Regions from separate parts of the Triticum aestivum genome. Here region 1 is linked to region 2. A link is a contact called in public Hi-C data. All regions are on one chromosome and are shown on one strand. The core of a region is the stretch at or near the end of the contact, and the rest is flanking DNA. Distances in the headings are between cores, read along the strand shown. Region 1 holds the start of LOC123079285 (lysosomal Pro-X carboxypeptidase). Region 2 holds the start of LOC123079284 (nuclear matrix constituent protein 1b).

Region 1 (3,252 bases), core at 515-3,014, 160 kb before region 2:
CTCCCCTTATAGGAGCGCCCCTCCTAGGCCGGCCTCCTCCTCCTCCCTCTATATACGTGGGTAGGGGGCACCCCAAAGGCACTCAAGATTTGTCTTAGCCGTGTGCGGTGCCCCCTCCACAGTTACACACCTCGGTCATATCGTTGTAGTGCTTAGGCGAAGCCCTGTGCCGGTAACTTCATCATCACCGTCACCACGCCGTCGTGCTGACGGAACTCTCCCTCGGCCTCAACAGGATCAAGAGTTCGAGGGACGTCACCGAGCTGAACGTGTGCAGATCGCGGAGGTGCCGTTCGTTCGGTACTTGGATCGGTTGGATCGCGAAGACGTTCGACTACATCAACCGCGTTACTAAACGCTTCTGCTTTCGGTCTACGAGGGTACGTGGACACACTCTCCCCACTCGTTGCTATACTTCTCCTAGATAGCTCTTGCGTGATCGTAGGAAATTTTTGAAATACTACGTTCCCCAACATGCTCTTCGTGACTTCGTGAGGCTGTGAGGTTGATGAAGACAACGACCGAAATTAATCTCCGATTTTGATGTACTTGCTGGTAAGGGGAGGGAGGCATGAGCTGCAGGTCTAAAGTTAGTGATGCATCTCTACGAAGAGCAGCGGTGGTCGCTTGAAACAAACGTTGATAAATGCCCAAAGAGCCATTTGCCAAGGCGAGGAGAAATTGAAACTTGTGCATATTTCACAGTAAAGAATATTGTAAATCTGGTTTTGCACCGCCGAGAAAGTTATATTTGGACATTTCTAACTAGAAGCACAAATAAGTCAGATGGTTTTTGCTCTTGGCAGGAAGAGTAAATAAATTTCTAGACCAACCTAATAGACTTTTGTTGATAGAATTGGTTGCAAGAGGCATTGGCTGATCATGGCATGCAAAATTGATTGAGAGAATAATTTAGATTTGAATGATTTTTTAAAAATAGCAGACACACGCTTCATCTATCTATATAGTGCATATTTCAAGAGCAGCAAGTAAAACTGTGTAAATGTCTTTAAAAAAAGTAAATCTGTGTAATGTGCGAGACAATACAAAGAAACAAAATATGTGCATAAAAATAAGGTCCCACCGAGACTTGAACTCGGGTTACTGGATTCAGAGTCCAATGTCCTAACCACTAGACCATGGGACCATTTTTGCTGTTGGGTCTAAATTTGTCCTATTTATTTATTTCTTGCACGTGAAAAAACAAAAAACAAATATTGCTTCCATTGAGAGTTGAACTCAAGACCTCCCGCTTACTAAACGGGTGCTCTAACCAACTGAGCTATGAAAGCGTCGATGCCTTCAACTTTTTGTTCTCCAATAAATCAGCACTGTTCTCTCTCTGACGACAATCACTTCGCACGCTGCGTGACGGTATGATCAACAGGCCAAAATTAAGATTCGATCACGGCGTCTAGAAATCATTCCTTCTTCTTCCTTTTTTTTCGAAGGCACGTACTGTATACTGGTATCACTGTGCTCACGGAGAACATGTTGCAGGTGAATTTTGTTCCGAGCACACCCTTGGCCGTCCCCGACGAGCCCAACACGGCGTCCTCAAGAGGCCCCGCATCTGGCCGGTAGAGACGCTCAGTAGCAAGCGCTAGCTCGACGTCGGCGGCCGGCGCGTTCCCGTCGCGGTGAGGTGAGTGCCTCCGTCAGCCTAACAAAATTGGCAGTCGGTCCATCTTCGTCGCCACCGGATGAGCTTCTTGGATACGTACACTCCACTAGTGGAGTGGATGACACGCACGTACGTCAACGTCACGCGCCACCTGGAAAGCTCCGCGATTGCTCCGCGCAGCTCGATCCCATTTCTCAGATCGTCTCCACTCCACAGCCCGCCCGCCCGCTCACCGAAGTCAAGCAAAGCGCCCCCATGCATCGGCCCCGCCGTCTCCCGCTGCTCCTCATCCTCCTCGGCCTCCTCCCGGCCGTCGCGCGGGCCCTGCTCCCGCCGCCCCGCTTCCCGGGCCCCCACGCGCGGCCGCGGCCGCGGGCGGGGGCGCGAGACGGGGTCGGCGGGGGCTACGAGTTCGAGACCCGCTACTTCCGGCAGCGGCTGGACCACTTCAGCTTCTCGGGCGAGGAGGAGTTCTTCCAGCAGCGGTACCTCGTGGGCCGCGCCGGCGCCGGCGGGTGGGCGGGCCCCGGCGGGCCCATCTTCTTCTACTGCGGCAATGAGGGCGACATCGCCTGGTTCGCCGCCAACTCTGGCCTCGTCTGGGACGCCGCCCCGCGCTTCGCCGCCCTCGTCGTCTTCGCCGAGGCAACTATCCTGCACTCGTTGTGTTCCGCTTTATTAGCTGACCGGACCTTGGTTTTTGAACTTCTGACTGATGCGGTTGCTGCAGCATCGCTACTACGGCGAGTCCATGCCGTTCGGCAGCAAAGACAAGGCCTACAACAATTCCAGGTCCATGGCGTACCTCACGGCCGAGCAAGCGCTGGCCGACTACGCCGTGCTGCTCACTGACCTCAAGAGGAACCTCTCCTCGGAAAGCAGCCCCGTGGTGCTCTTCGGGGGCTCATACGGTGGAAGTAAGAGCCACTGCCCACTAGTATCTTCAGTTATCGTTGGGCGTCTATTCTGGTACTGTACTGATTTTGTTCACTGGGCATTCAGTGCTTGCTGCTTGGATGAGACTCAAGTACCCGCATATTGCTGTCGGGGCTCTCGCGTCGTCGGCTCCGATCCTACAGTTTGAGGACATTGTGCCTGACACCATATTCTACGATCTTGTTTCAAATGATTTTAAGGTCTGCGTGCGCATAATATTGGCTTGATTTTATTGTTCTGAATAAAGGAACACTAGTTTTTCCATTGTTTTGGATACAGGGCACCAATGACACTTATTTTTCTTTGTGTTTAGAGGGAGAGTTTAAGCTGTTTCCAAACAATAAAGGACTCATGGAAAGAATTAGATGAGCAGGGGAATGGGCAAGATGGTCTTCTAAAACTAAGCAAAACATTGCACCTTTGCCAGTGAGTTTCCGTCTCCATTCACTCCATCTTTTTCATTGAGATTGCTTGCAATAATATTATGTATGAATGCTGCAGGACCCTGAATACCACGGGGGCCCTTTCGGATTGGTTGAACTCGGCATATAGTTATCTGGCCATGGTGGATTACCCAATGCCGTCAGAGTTTCTCATGCCTTTGCCTGCCAACCCAATTAAGGAAGTTAGTTCTTGAACCCTTGTTTGCCATGAATCCTTTCGAACATTTCTGGACGTGCTAGTATTCAGTG
Region 2 (3,238 bases), core at 739-3,238:
ACCAGCTCCCAACAAGCGCCCATGTCACTGCTCCCCCGGCCCGCGCAACCCGTGGCCCGCATGTCGGCGGGACGGCCTCAGGCTGGCTGGCAGATTGCAGGGCGAAAGCGTCCGTGGAGGGAAACGTCGGTCGCTGTTTTTGAAAGCGGCAGCGCTGCGCTGCCTTTTTCGGAGCTAGCCGCCGGGAACGATGCCGAAAGTCCACACTGACGTGTGGGCCATGGTGAGTACTTGACCCCACGTGTCATGGCTATCCAAAACACCTGCCAATGAGCTGGTTTACTGGTCTTTTTAATTCGCAGCCGAAAAGACCCCTTTCCTCGGACGCTTCCGTGGACCAAGCCTATGGTTTGGATATGTTCCATGGTCACGGGCTACCAGCCAAACCCTACTTTTGGGCAAAGTTGCTATAGCCAAATGTGTACTTGTACTGACTTCCTTCGTTTTGAAATACAGTGTGTATTAGTAGATTTTATAGTGTCCTCTTTTGCGAGTAGATTCTATAATATCAAACCTCTTAAAAATTGATCAGGTTTATAGAATAATCAACCAATATCTACAGTATCAAATCAATACTGCTGGATTCACGTTCAACATTGTAGATATAAATAATTTTTTCTATAAACAATCAAAGTTTACGAAGCTTGACTTTTGAAAAAAAAAATGCCAACTATAATATGAAACCAATGGAGTAGTAAACTTATCTCTGCCTCCAATATTGTTACTTTCTCGACTCCTAGGTAAACGAATGCCAGACTACGGTCCTCATCTCAAATGTATATTTTTATATCTATTAGATGTTTACAATTTTTGTCCAATAAACTGTTTATATCAATACAATTTTTTGTTCAATTGTGCAATGCATGTAACACTTAAAGGAGCGCACACCAAACATAGCTTGCCGAGTGGTTTGGTTCAAGAAGCGGAGGCTGATGGCACTTATTTTCGGATGTTCGAGTCAATCACAGGCACGAGTGTAATAGAGCACCACGCGAACTTGCATTTTTTTTGCTAAAATGAACTTGCACAATGTATATGTGGTTAATACTTGTACTGACACGAGTGTTGAAGTTACTCTCTCATACACTTTTTTAACTCATCAACAAAGCTCTCTTGTTTGCTCTTCGCAAAAAAGCTCTCTTTCTAGCTGTATACTCATATTAATTGAACTTTGCCCAAAAATGAAATCAACATTGTTACACAGAAAATTATTCGGTAAAAAGATGTAGAATATTCAAACCAAGTCAAAACGGTATAACAAGGGTACGTGTGGCTAGCAACTTAACTCATGAATTTACTACTCTGCTTCAGTGTTACAAAAAAAGTTATTGTGCGTTGAAACTTAAAAGTGAAATTTTTTGATGAAATTTTCAGGAATTGTCAAAATTAGTTCTGGATCACAACAGAAGGTGTGTTGTATGCGATACTCTCTCTGTCCCATATTTTTTTAGGAACAATGTGAGAAAAATTATCCATAAATAATGGAAAGTATAATAGAAAAAAATGTATATCCATTATTGAAGCATCACAACACATCATCATCCCTACAAAGGGTAGACATGTTCAAGGCAACATAGCTGGCAAAATATGATCAAAGAAACATGCCCGATTATTATAAAAAATATAAAGGATAAAGTCTGAAAGTAAACAAAGCAAAGAAATAAGGAAAGAATCCGCTGCCAGTAATCAAAATCCCCATCCAGCTAACGGACGGCCAGGCCAGTCTCTCCGTGCACCGGGTCCATCCAGCCCCCCTCGCTCGATCGTCTCCCCTCCCCTGTCTCTCCTCCACCCATCAAACCAAACCCTCCCTCCGCCCACGCACCTAGGACAGGTAAAAACCCCGGACACGCCCATCCCGCCGTGAGCACCCCACGAGACCGAGTTGGAAAAGCCAGAGAGGAAAAGGAGACAGAGACGAGGAGGAGGGAGACAGAGAGAGGGACGGCGGCGGCCTCCACTTGCCCGGAAAGCGCCGCAGCGCCCCCGGGGATCGCGTGGCCCGCCGCCGCCGAGATCTAGGGTTGCGGCCGGCATGGCCAGCCCGCGGTCGCCCGCTGCCGGCGCCCTCGCCGGGGACGAGGCGATCTGGAGGAAGCTCCGCGAGGCGGGCTTCGACGAGGAGTCCATCAGGCGGCGCGACAAGGCGGCGCTCATCGCCTACATCTCGCGGCTCGAGACCGAGGTACCTCGCTCCCTCCCCTCCTCTCCCCCCGCCGCGTCGCGTTTCATGGGCCGGGCTCTGGTTCTGCCGTTCTTGGCATGCCGGGGCAGTCTTTCTGGGGCTTCTTTCGGAGCGGAGAGAAGGAGCGTTAGTTGGAAAGGATTAGCGAAGGCGCTGCCCTGCGTGGTTTCTTGGCCTCGTCAGGCCAACGGTGGCGGCGTTCTGTGCGCAGATTGGTGGGAAGACGGCTTCTTGGTTTCTGCTCGCAAGCCTCGTTTCTTGGTTCCTTTGGTACCGTGGTGCGTGAATGGGTTGCCTAGCGATGAAATGCGTCGTTTTGGCTCATTGCCCAGTATCTGTAGGGAGGAGTTGACTGTCGTAGGCATGTATTTTGCAGATTAGGTTTCTTTGTTGTTGACTTGGGATTGCGTAAATTTTACACTTCGTGGTTCTTCTTCCTTGGCACAACGCGTTTCAACTGCTGCAACTATTGTGTCCTTCGTATTGTTAAGTGCATTGTAATAGTATTTCCATAACGAGTTCGTTTGCAGTGAATGGTTCAACAGTGGTCCGCCTGTAGCTCGGTAATAGAATTAGATTCAACAGAAAGGCTGGAGGGCATTACGCTGATCACAATAGAACTGGCATTTGCATAAATCTTTTGTATTTTATTGGTCTCAGCATCGACCCGTGCAGATTTGGTGCAACTTTTCGGCAAACATTTTCTTAGTCTTACTCTTATAGAGAATCAAATCAGGTTATTTGGATTAATCAAAGGATGTACATTATACTTAGGTCTACCTTTGTCTCATAGACCTAACTGCAGCAACATTGTACCAAAGTTTCCTACGAACAGGATACTTTCATCCCCTGCATCTGTGTGGAGGCTGATGTTTTTTCAACTGTACAGGTTGCTAATCTGGTTGCTCAATATGTTCTAGGAAGTAGGAACCATTAAGTTAGATAATTTTATAATACACAAACCCCCCTCCTGATCCATGTCAAAAGGCTAATGTTCACTATATGCAGTAAGCTATCCTGTTTGGCAACCGTCACATACCTCTGACTCTCTCT

What was found. A called contact is a pair of places that touch in the nucleus more often than the background predicts.
Region 1: a contact with region 2 is called in a Hi-C map of leaf, with 3 times the contacts expected there. The contact joins the promoter of LOC123079285 here to the promoter of LOC123079284 in region 2. A contact is called at or near these places in 3 of 5 Hi-C or Micro-C datasets (leaf and an unstated tissue) and 1 of 1 datasets of contacts at active chromatin or transcription factors (leaf).

What each region holds. Positions count from the first base shown.
Region 1 is chr3D:418,514,140-418,517,391 of IWGSC CS RefSeq v2.1, reverse strand. It overlaps LOC123079285 (lysosomal Pro-X carboxypeptidase), which reads left to right and starts at 1,764. Exons shown (of 10, transcript XM_044502022.1): 1 at 1,764-2,269; 2 at 2,355-2,541; 3 at 2,627-2,760; 4 at 2,874-2,986; 5 at 3,062-3,185. The coding sequence starts at 1,880. TRNAT-AGU (transfer RNA threonine (anticodon AGU)) reads right to left here and starts at 1,292; the gene lies at 1,219-1,292. TRNAQ-CUG (transfer RNA glutamine (anticodon CUG)) reads right to left here and starts at 1,147; the gene lies at 1,076-1,147.
Region 2 is chr3D:418,352,523-418,355,760 of IWGSC CS RefSeq v2.1, reverse strand. It overlaps LOC123079284 (nuclear matrix constituent protein 1b), which reads left to right and starts at 1,988. Exons shown (of 8, transcript XM_044502021.1): 1 at 1,988-2,185. The coding sequence starts at 2,036.